Linked DNA regions of Ovis aries: region 1 is linked to region 2. The links are chromatin contacts, called in public Hi-C maps. All regions are on one chromosome and are shown on one strand. Each heading gives the region's core, a stretch centred on a gene start, on an enhancer-like site or on the middle of the called end of the contact. The rest is flanking DNA. Distances are from core to core; before and after follow the strand shown.

Region 1 (5,815 bases), core at 433-2,932, 240 kb after region 2:
CCCACCTTATAAGGAGACCCACCACCTCACAGGGGAACATATCACTTTACTCCCAGCCTGGGAACTGTAGCTGGAGTTTTTGTCTGGTGTCTGATTTGACACAACCAGAGAAGAGGCCTCTCTTCTTGAAAACCCGAGCTCCCAGCCCCTTCTGGGGAGATGAGCACCCCCAGCCCCTCTTGGGGACCAGGCTGGCTCTGCCCTTACCTCACCTGGTCCCCTCTGCTTAACCTGAGTGATCTGTGTCCTCTTTTCTTTATCTGGGTTCCTTCCCTGGATCTATGTGTTCTGCAGGTCGCTGACAGTGATGTATTTTGGCCTGAGAGTCCACGGAGCTGCCCAGAGGGTTTCTGCTTTCGTTCAGCCTTCTCACTGGCAGGAGTGGTGATCAGCTGCAGGCCTGGGCCCTGAGTTCCAGAAGCTTCTCCTTTCTCTTCTCCCATTTCCTAACCAAAAACCACCTTGGTGTCACCAGGCTGGGGGCCGAGCCTCGTTGGGCTGGCCTGGCGAGGCACGGCCACCTCCCGGCTTCCACGCTTTTATCCCACGTCTGTGCCAGCTGCCCTTTGGAGCCTTGCTTCCATCGCTGCAGCCAGATGATCAAGACCAAGATGGCAGAAGCCCCCAGGGTGTCCCTCGTGTGGCATTTTATGGCTCAGAAGTTCTTTCTCCTTGTCTTACTTTCTGCTGCCTTTTCCTAATGCCTGTTTTCCCCAGGAGGAGTCTAGGAAAGCGAGACCCTCGCTGCTTTATCAGGGCTTTTAATCGTTCTCACGTTCATGGGTTCCTTTAGAAGATACTCATTTTGATTAAAAACCAAACAAACAAAAGAATTGATACTCCCCAAATTTTAAAACAGTTGTTTCTTTTCCAAGGAGCTCTAGAATTTTTCACCACAAACAGTACACTTCTATTTTTTTCTAGTTTTGTACTTGAAAAAAGCCAGCACCTTTGCTCCTCCTGTTAAAATGGATATTTCCATGTATGAAGGTAAACATTTTCCCAAGTTGTTCTCCCCAACCCCCTGAATGCTGCTGCTGCTGCTAAGTCACTTCAGTCGCCTCTGACTCTGTGCGACCCCATAGACGGCAGCCCACCAGGCTCCCCCGTCCCTGGGATTCTCCAGGCAAGAGTACTGGAGTGGGTTGCCATTGCCTTCTCCAAACCCCTGAATATGCCAATCTAATTTGTATATGATGGTCTTAAACTGAAATTAGACAGTGACATTTGGTTCCTGCCAGTGACATCAGGGAACCGTCCTCAGGGTGCATCTGATACCTGCTCCACGAACGGCGTGCCCGGGACGGGGATCCCTGACCCGGCTGAAACTGGAAAATTCCGTGTCATCTTTCTGGAGGGGTGAGGTTCTCCCGCTCTGAGGTTCTCTGTGGGGTGCTCAGAACTGGGCAGCAGTTCACAGACAACGCTGCCACCTGCTGGCCGGACGCAAAGCTCACAGGCGCCGTGGATAAAGACGGTCGTAGTCTCCACGTGGAAAACAAATACATAGAATTTTGCATGAATGGTACTTTACTTTTCTGCCCTCCAGTGAATCCTAGTGAACTTGGGGTAAAGGAAAGCATGAGGCCAGACCCCGGGCTCTGACACTGGTGTGGACATGGCCCAGGGGCATGGAGAGGGTGAACAGGTGGGAGAGGGTTTGGGGGAGAGAGGGTGGAGGTCCAGGAGCAACCCAGGAGGAGAGAATGATTTTCCACCCCTGCGTTTCACAAGGGGCCACCCATGACCTGTCTCCTAACTTGTGTGGACACGGTTTCGATTCTGAAGCAAGAAGGGGCGGGGCTGTTGCTGCTCAACCCTGTGCCCTGCTTACTGGAGTGCATTTCCAGTGGTCCTCCTGTGATCCTGTTGAGAATTGGACCCTCCTGTGTGAAGGAAAGATAAACCAGCTGCCTCTCCCGTGGGTCACACTGTTCTGTCGCCCCTGGACAGGCGTCTGGACTTCAGGGAGCTGGAAAGCCCAGTTGTCCATCCTGTCTGGGCTCAAAACTCCCCAAGGCCTTTCTCTGCTTCCAGCGGCAGCAAACTGGGAACTTGACAAAGTTCAGACCACGGAACTCAGCCGTACTGTTTTCACAGATCTCTTAAAAAAGATTCTAAAGATTGTCCATTTGAAATGAATTAGAAGAGCTAGAAATTGTCACTTTAATTAGGTATTTTCATATGGTTTGCTCAAGGCACACTTGTTGGCCCTTTTTCTTTTCTTTTTGGTAGTTCATAGCAGCAGGGTTTGAGCTATGAAGTTCAAGTTTAAAATGTGCTATGCTAAGTTGCTTGAGTCATGTCCGAGTCTTTACCACCCCATGGACTGTAGCCCACCAGCCTCCTCTTATCCATAGTGATACTCCGGACAGAAATACTGGAGTGAGTTGCCATTTCCTACTCCAGGAGATTTTCCTGACCCAGGGATCAAACCCAAGTCTCTTATGTCTCCTGAAAGCCATAGGCAACTCGTCTTCCATCTGAGAAAGCTAAGAATTTGAGGTGTTTAGCTGTTACAATTCCTCTATTTTACCCATCTGTCAAATTTTGGCCTCAGTGATTTTACTAAAGATTCTGAGGAGTATCAGTACTAGTTTGGGGGTTCCTCTCTATTTAGAGACTGCTTCTCAAAAAGCAGAATGGAAGTCAGTAGCTATTCCAACATAAACGTGCACAAGTGTCCATATAGAACTGCCCATTTGGGGTAAAAATTTCCTAAGGAGAAACGTTATTACGGACGTTTGTAGTAGATACTTTCCTGATCTTTTTAGACCAGGAAAACAATGCTTCCCAAGCCATGTGGAATAATTTCATGCTAGTTATAAAAAATGAATCTGGGACTCAACTCTTTCCCCGAGGTGCCATTCCCATTGCTCAGACCCTGATATGGGGGTGCGGGGGACAGTTTCCGCCAGCACTGTGAGCCTGGTTACATCCACCAAGGAGTGCAAGACAGAAGTGGTTGTCAATGGGAGCTACTAGACCCTTTTACTCTCAGGACAAGAGGGATCTGTAGGTAAAACACCTGGAAAGTCAAGACCCTTGATTCTTGAGTGGTAAGAACACAGCCCATGTTCCCACAACTCAGTTCTTCTTTGTGAGTTGGGCAGCCCGGAGTGTGTGGCGTGTTGGGCTGTGACTTCTCAGCGTGGAGGTGTTTGCAGTGTCTGTGACACAGCAGTGCTGGGGGGCTGGCTCGTGTGCTGAAGGACAGCGGGGGACACACAGGGGGACCGGTACCCTAACCCCGTTGACCAACTCTTTACACAAGCTTTCCAGCTCCTTGCAAAATGCCGGACACAGCATTTGAGTCTGCACAATGTAACTTATTAACTAGTAATAACTTACAGGGGGCTTTCCTGGTGGCCCCATGGTTAGGACTCCACGCTTCCATTGCAGGGGGCATGGGTTAGATCACTGCTGGAGGAAATTTAGATCCCACATGCCACGTGGAGAGGCCCAAAAACCAAAACTTTCAGCATTCAGGGTGCTTCCTCCGCTCAGCTCCTTCAGAAGTGGGTCGGCGTGTCTGGTGTTGCTTAGCAACAGCTCACCAACCAGGATCTGGCTCCTCGCTGATGGGGAACGCCTGGGGCCATCACCTGGGCACAGTCTCTCACCCTCATCAAGCCTCCTTCCCCATTTCTAAAATGAAATGTCCAGTATCTACCAGATTTGGGAAAACAGGAATTGTGAGACTGGGAAGCCGCACACGGTCCCAACTCCATGCATCCGGGGGCGGCATCCACATCCCACTCGACTCTGCCCGGCATGTGTGACCGGGAGGCTGTTCACACTCACAGATGAAAGTGAACACACAAGGACATGGGGCATTTGTCCTTTACACAGAGTGGAAGGGTGACAAGCTCATAAAACGCTTTTAAGTCTTCTTTTAAGAAAGTATATGCACGTCTCTGTGTTAATGAACAGGAGGTAGAAGAATTCCACGTGGATTCTGTTTTACTTTCGGGGGTGGCGTTAACATACCCCATCTGGAGCTGTGTCTCTGGCTCTTGCCCCTAGACTGAAGGAGGGGCTGAGTGTGGTACCCAGCACTCGGTACAGGCAGCTCCAGCAGGCAATGTCAGAGCCACTCCTGGAAAAGACGAAAGGGCTGACACTGACCAGGTGTGGACATTTAAAGGTGCAATGTCTGGAAATACCCATCTTCTATCCGAGACCGAAATGTCTGCTCTTCTCCCAGCTGTGCACTCACCTTGGAGACATTCTAAGTTGTTAATAGTTGGCATGGATCCAAATATGAGGTCTCTCTGTCTGATAACATTCACTTTTCAAAAACTGTCACTTGCTCCCCACTCTGAACAAGGACCTCGACAAGATGAGATAGAGGTGTGGCCTGGGCACTGGCTTCCGATTTCTAATCCTATGTTTCCCAGGATCCACAAAGCCCCAGCCCTGACTCCTCATGGGTCACGTTGGCACACACTTTAGGTCTTGCCCTCTAGTAAAGGCACAGAATTAGCTTTTTAAAGGGGGTGACAACTGATGCAGGGGGGGTAGGGCAGCAGAGGGGCGACCACTGGCCCTGTGGCCACAGCAGGGTCCTGGGAGCAGAGGGGCTGCTGTCAGAAGCTGTAGGAGGTCTGGGTTTTGGTTACAAATCTGATCTCTCAATAAGAGGGTGTTATTCATGGCATCCGATCCCATCACTTCATGACAAATGGATGGGGAAAAAGTGGAAACAGTGACAGATTTCATTTTCTTGGGCTCCAAAATCACTGGACAGTGATGGCAGCCATGAAATTAAAAGACACTTGCTCCTTGGAAGGAAAGCTATGACAAACCTAGATAGCGTATTAAAAATCAGAGACATCACTTGGCCAACAAAGTTACTTACAGTCAAAGCTATGGTTTTTACAGTAATCATGTATGGATGTGAGACAATAAGGCTGAGTACCGAAGAATTGATGCTTTTGAATTGTGGCACTGGAGAAGATTCTTGAGAGTCCCTTGGACTGCAAGGAGATCAAACTCCTCAATCCTAAAGGAAATCAACCCTGAGTATTCACTGGAAAGACTGATGCTTAAGTGCCAATACTTTGGCCACCTGATGTGAAGAGCCAGCTCATTGGAAAAGACCCTGATGCTGGGAAAGACTGAAGGCAAATGGAGAAGAGGGCAGCAGAGGAGGGGATGATTAGCTAGCATCATGGACTCAATGGACGTGAATTTGCGCAAACTCCGTGAGATGGTGAAGGACAGGGAAGCCTGGCATGCTGCAGTCCATGGGGTCACCAAGAGTCAGACATGACTTAGTAATTGAACAACAAAATTCTTTGGGCTTCCCGGGGGGACGGTGGTAAAGAATCTGCCTGCCAGATGGGGGTTCTATCTCTGGGTTGGGAAGATCCCCTGGAGGAGGAAATGGCAATCACTCCAGTATTCTTGCCTGGGAAATCCCATGGACAGAGGAGCCTGGTGGGCTACAGTCCATGGGGTTGCAAAGAGTTGGACACGACTCAGCACTAATTGTTTGTGAACACGGTGTTCCCTGAGGTCCTTGACCCTCTTCTCCGGCTTTGAAAACCTGAGTTCAAATTCTCTAAGTCATAAGGAAAAGATTTTACTAATATTTGGAGATCAGCACCTGTCTAGTAGCCACTGTGGGAAAGTGGGGAGAGAGGGGGAAAGGCTGTGCTTTAGTTTGCATATCATATGTCTCCATTTAAGAGAAGGCTCTTAGCTTTAAAAAGAAACTGCTGGGACCTCCCTGTTGGTCCAGTGGTTAAGAATCTGCCTTGCTAATACATGGGTTGTGGGTTCAATCCCTGGTCCCCCTGGTCAGGGAACT
Region 2 (5,713 bases), core at 2,788-5,287:
AATGCTTGACTTCTTGCTGAAACAGAAGAGTAAATTAGAAATTTATTTTTAGTGCCCCTTAAAAAAGTCTAATTTTAATTACAGTAAAATTTATTTCATACTTTCTCATGGGAAATTGTTCTCAACTGCTTTGGCCCTAGTGCCTAAGATTATTGCAGCCGAAATAGTTTAGATACATTCGACCTAAAAAAAAATATTTTTTGTTTCCTCAGTGATACTGTGATTACTGACTTCTTACCAAGTTTATACTTCGAGTAATTAGTCTGTATTTTAGTGCATGAATGCCTTGCCCCAGGCAGTAGACATAATGTAAAAGCAGATGTCATTACTGTCAAGTTGGGTTACATTTAGAATAAAAGACTGAAAATTCTTAGAAACACAGTAGAATGTAAAGGAGATGTTTGAATTGAAATGTTTTCTAAGTCAAGGTGGGACTTCTCTGGTGGTTCAGTGGTTAGACTCTGACTTCCAGTGGACAGAGCACAAGTTCAGTTTCTGGTCAGGGAGTTGAGATCCCACGTGCCATGCAGCACAGCCAAAAAAAAAAAGCAAAATTGTTCACTGTTCTGTCAGTTAACCAAGTCGTTGGGCTTCCCTGGTGGCTTGGTATTAAAGAAGCTTCCTGCGAGTGCTGTAGGCACAGGTTTGGTCCCTGGGTCAGGAAGATCCCCTGGAGGAGGAAGTGGCAATCCACACTCCAGTATTCTTGCTTGGAGAATCTCATGGACAGAGGAGCCTGGCAGGCTACATACAGTCCACAGGGTCGCAAGGAGTTGGACAGAACTTAGCAACTAAGCAACAGACATGTCAAGATGAGAAAAATCTGTGGGAGGGGGTGAGTGGCACCTGTTGATTTATGGATTGCTCTGTCAGAGTAATTCAACTTCAAATTACCCATATAGACTCTTACAGAGTGAGATTTTATGCATTTTTTATTTAGGTTATATACTTTTATCCATTTAGTTCATATGACATGTTGTAGGTGATACAACTTTGTAGGTGGAGTCTTTTTTTTAGGTCAGTATCCCTAACTCCTCAAAACAATAAGATTTTTTTTTAAGTACACTTATAATACCTTATACCACTAAAAGTGGCTTTTTGAGACAGAGACTTCATGTAAACTTTCATTTCAGAACGAAAGAAGAACTGCAGTAGCAGCTTTTGAGTTTAAATAGCAGTGCTAGGAAGTTTCTTTTTTCTCTCTGTATTACAGCTACACTAATCCTGCTTTATGATTTGAAGTTTATTATGACTTAATAAAATGAAAACTGTTTTAGTCATGATCAGATGCTTCTTGTTATCTCATCATCATCTAAGTGAATTGGGATTTTTCGTGATCCATTCCTTTTCTAAAGGATTTCAAAAGTTTAGGAGACAATAAATGAAAACTGGGAATTTTCCTATTAGTTGAATAAGCTTATTTTGGGGGTGGGGGTGGTCATCTAAGATTAGATGATGCAAAAAGATGAATTGTGCCCTGTCCTAAAATTAATGCTGCATATCTCAACCTGGATCTGTCCGAGATTCAGATTAGAAGTTCTTGGTTTTATTTCTTTTTTCCTTACACTGTTTTATTTTTCTTCTCTAGATTGGTCAGGTGAAGCAGGAGCTGTCCAGAAAGGACACGGAACTACTGGCCCTGCAGACAAAGCTGGAAACCCTCACCAACCAGTTCTCAGACAGCAAACAGCACATCGAAGTGCTAAAGGAGTCCTTGACAGCTAAGGAGCAGAGAGCTGCCATCCTGCAGACAGAGGTAAACGCGTGCTAGGGTCTGCAGGGACACCGTTCCTGGGCACCTTGGCACTTGGGTTACTTCTTCACTTTTTGTCGTGTTGAGGTATGGGAGCCGTGGATACTGTTATGAGGGATTCTATAGCACTATGATCAGTTATTGCACTAAACTATAATCATCTTGTTTCTGTCATTCTTGGATCTAACAAATTAAAAACCAGTGCAGTTTACATATGTTTTTGATATTTCTAAGTATACTTTAGGACTTCCCAGGTGACTCTGTGGTAAAGAACCTGCTTGCCAATGCTGGAAAGTTTGACGCAGGTTTGATCCTTGGGTTGGGAAGCTTCCCGGGAAACGGGAATGGCAACACACTCTAATATTCTTGCCTGGAGAATTCCAAGGACAGAGAGGAGCCTGGCGGGCTATAGTCCATGGGGTTAGAAAGAATCAGACCTGACTGAGCGTGCACACATGCAAGTATAGCAATGAAAAGCTAGTTGTAAAAGCATTTGTTCTCACCCATGGTAAACCTTGCAGTCATGAATGACCATGAGCTTGGGCAGCCTGTGTTGGGTTATTAAGTGTCCTTAGTTTTTGGTACTATGAATAGCTCTAAGTATGCAAACTGTGGAATACAAAAATGTTCAAGATTCATCTCATTTTGAACTGCAGATTATTAGATATATGCCTTCACGTCCTGTTTGAAAATAGGGTTATCATTTTTAGAAATCTTAGAAGATGACCTAGGCTGTCAGCCTAGATTTAGGTAAGAACATACTGAATAATTTCATACAGATGAGAACCTGTCGTATTTGCAATGATGATGCTGTTTGGATTTACCGTCTAAAGGAAAATATTTTCTAAAGAGCTCAGTGATGTAGAGAATTTATGTAGGAGTAGATAAGCAGTTCTGCTTTCAGTTCAGTTCAATCACTCAGTCATGTCCAACTCTTTGCCACCCCGTGGACTGCAGCACTCCAGGTTTCCCTGTCCATCACCAACTCCCGGAGCTCGCTCAAACTCATGTCCATCGAGTCGGTGATGCCATCCAACCATCTCATCCTCTGATGCCCCCTTCTCCTATCAATCTTTCCCAGCATCAGGGTCTTTTCCAATGAGTCAGTTCTTCGCATCAGGTGGCCAGAGTATTGGAGTTTCAGCTTCAGCATCGGTCCTTCCAAGGAATATTCAGGACTGATTTCCTTTAGGATGGACTGGTTTGATCTCCTTGCAGTTCTCTTTACAGAAGAAAAGTCATGTAATATGGATTAAGGTTTTGTTTTAAAGAACTGGATAATCAACAAAGGTATAGTTTAATGAGAAAAAGGAATGGGTAGTAAAAAGAATGCAGAAAAATATCACAGACTCAGAAATTCAGTATCTTCAAGTGAGGAGGAAGAGAAAAATGACCCAAATATTTCACATAATATGCTATTTTTATACTGTGTGATTTTGTTGAAAATGAGCGATTTAGATGGTGTGTTTATAATTTTCCTTACAGCTTGCTTAGGCCTTTTCTACTTTGATCATGTTTCGTTTAGTCATGGCATCAGCTTCCTACCTTAGAGGCATGTTTTGGGTATGAATACAGCTCTGGCATCAGCGTTACCAAGTTTGACCACCAGCAGCAGGTGCAGATTCTGACCTGTTGCTTAAGTTCTTTGTGCCTCGTTTCACATCTGTAAGGTGAAGAGGAGTGCCGGCCTCATTAGGTGGTTAACATTAAGCCAGTTTATTCACGTCTGGTGCCTGACACATAGTAAAGTCTTCGTACATCTAGCTTTCGGCATCATCATAGTTCTTATAATACTGTCAGCTAATGTATGTAAACTGCTAAAACAGTGAGAGAACGTGGCCACTTTCCATTGGCATAAATTTTATTTGGAAGTTCTGCTGTTTACTGTTTTATCAAGCAAAATTAAGGTTTACTCGTGGAATTGCAGATACAGAACTACCTGGAAAATGTAACCTGCAAATTTATTAACTTGCATGCATGTTAAGTCGCTTCAGTCGTGTCCGACTCTGCGATCCTATGGACAGCAACCCACCAGCCTCCTCTGTCCATGGGATTCTCTAGGCAAGAATATTGGAGTGGGTTGCCATTTCCTTCTCCAAATTCTTTTAATCAGTTCAGTTGGAGAGGAGCTTTATTAGAAGAGTTTTTCACATCAGTACCTGGTTGCATGCAGTACTATGAAAGAGTCAGAAGAGGGCACCCTCGCCTTAGAAGTGAGCCTGCTTCCAGGCTTGCTGCTGTGATAGCTTTGGATGGAGGTGGCAGGTGTGCAAACCAGAGTCCCAGGCAGTTGGTTAGTGATGATGCAAACACTTAAAAGCTTGTCACAGTCTAATAGATTACTTCTTCCCCTTGGCAATTCATCCTTCTCTTTGTACCCCTCTCAAATAATGTTCTCATTAGCTGGGTCTCAGACAGATGGGCTTGTGATTGGCTTCTTGTACCGTACAGAACAAAGACTGTGTTTGTGGTCATTCTTGGATGGTTTTTATATTTGCTTTTAGCCATTGGGGGAGTAACTGAGTTTCAGCAATTTACTCCCACAAGTTATCAGGACAACTGCTCAAATATAAGTGTCTCATTCTGAACAATAACAGTAGGAAAGCTAGCTTCCTTTTGAATCGGGGTGATTTTATGAGTGTTATATGCCTGTTTATTAGGATTTACTTTTTTTTGTAAATTACTCTGATGACACTTGACACTTTTTCCAAAGCAAGTTTCTCCTGTTGGATCCCCTAAAAGTCAGTTTGAATCAACTGTTGAAAAGTTCTCATCTCTTTCTGTAATTACTAATATTTCTTTTGCTCTTATTTGGTCTTGTCTTCCTCTCTGAAGCTATCCTGGACTTTCATCTGGCTCTCAAATCACTAAAGCCAGGGATTGAGGTCTTTGGGGGCAGTGTGTATTAATAACACCCACGGAATTGTTCCTGTTTTTGTGAACACCTCTGTTGATCTGTTAACCTCCACAGAGCTGGTCTGGATTTAGTAACATTGTGGTCAAAAGCCTGGGCTTTGAAGTCAAACCTTGGTTTGAAACACAGTGTCCTGCATTTATTAGTTATGTGGCCTTGGATGAGTTATTTTACCTCTTTCCTCTTCCATTTTTTCATAGGTCCATGAAATTAATAATAATGCCAATTTCTTAAGGTTGAAATATATGTTTAATGTGGCTAGAATAGTTTTTTAATTATGATGCGCTCATCTGAATTTGGAGGTTAATATTAAATATCACTGGGTTAAAGTATTGCCATTGGGTTTTTTTAGACTATACGTTTGCAACCCCCTCCTACCCTTGTACAAACAAACTGGAATGACACATCTCTGCCTGTGGTCTTCTTGAAGTTTCTCTGAGCTCTTCAGCTTTTCATTGGGTTGGGGTGTCAAACGAACTCACTGAGTTTGTTGAAATAGCCTTTTTAAAAGGTCTGCTTGTGTGTGGTGTTGGTCTCCTGGCCTGGTGCCCTTCGTTCATCCTCCTTTCTAGGTGGAGACAGTGGGAGAAGTGGTGACAGGAGGTTATGCTATGATCTTGGGCAGGTCACTTCGTGTGGGCTTTGCTTTTTTTGCAGTGTTAAAATTAGGAGTAGTTTATTTAATTTTTAAAAACCTTACAAAATACTGTCAAATACAGGAAAAATGCAGAAAATAACATAATAGACATCACTCAGATTTAATCTGCATTAATGTTTGAACACTTTTAAAGGTCTTTTAAAAGCAAAGATTCTTTAAAAAAAAAAAAACTCATTCTAAACGGAATATTCAGCGGAATATCTGATTTAAGCAGAAACGTTTGTTAGAATCTCAGGTTTTTAAAACTGGTTGGGACCAGGAATAAATATGTGGGTGCTGTTGTTGGGGGGGTGGTGGCTAAAGCCTTAGGAATGAAGTGGTTTCTCCAGAGGAAGCTGAAGGGAGTAAGACATAGAAGGAAATGACAGAGGGTCCAGTGAGGAACAGG

The links. A called contact is a pair of places that touch in the nucleus more often than the background predicts.
Region 1: a contact with region 2 is called in a Hi-C map of muscle, with 11 times the contacts expected there. The contact joins two enhancer-like sites. A contact is called at or near these places in 14 of 16 Hi-C or Micro-C datasets (blood, hypothalamus, liver and 7 more).

The regions. Positions count from the first base shown.
Region 1 is chr3:213,936,064-213,941,878 of ARS-UI_Ramb_v3.0, forward strand. All of the region lies in intron 1 of WNT5B (Wnt family member 5B), which reads left to right. Among named protein-coding and RNA genes, the nearest start is that of FBXL14, 8.6 kb to the right of the region's middle. Within about 2 kb of position 1,683, at least 4 of the 54 cell types and tissues checked have an H3K27ac peak or open chromatin away from gene starts, as enhancers often do.
Region 2 is chr3:213,690,689-213,696,401 of ARS-UI_Ramb_v3.0, forward strand. ERC1 (ELKS/RAB6-interacting/CAST family member 1) reads left to right here. Exons shown (of 17, transcript XM_060413533.1): 6 at 1,589-1,756. Among named protein-coding and RNA genes, the nearest start is that of ERC1, 80 kb to the left of the region's middle. Within about 2 kb of position 4,038, at least 8 of the 54 cell types and tissues checked have an H3K27ac peak or open chromatin away from gene starts, as enhancers often do.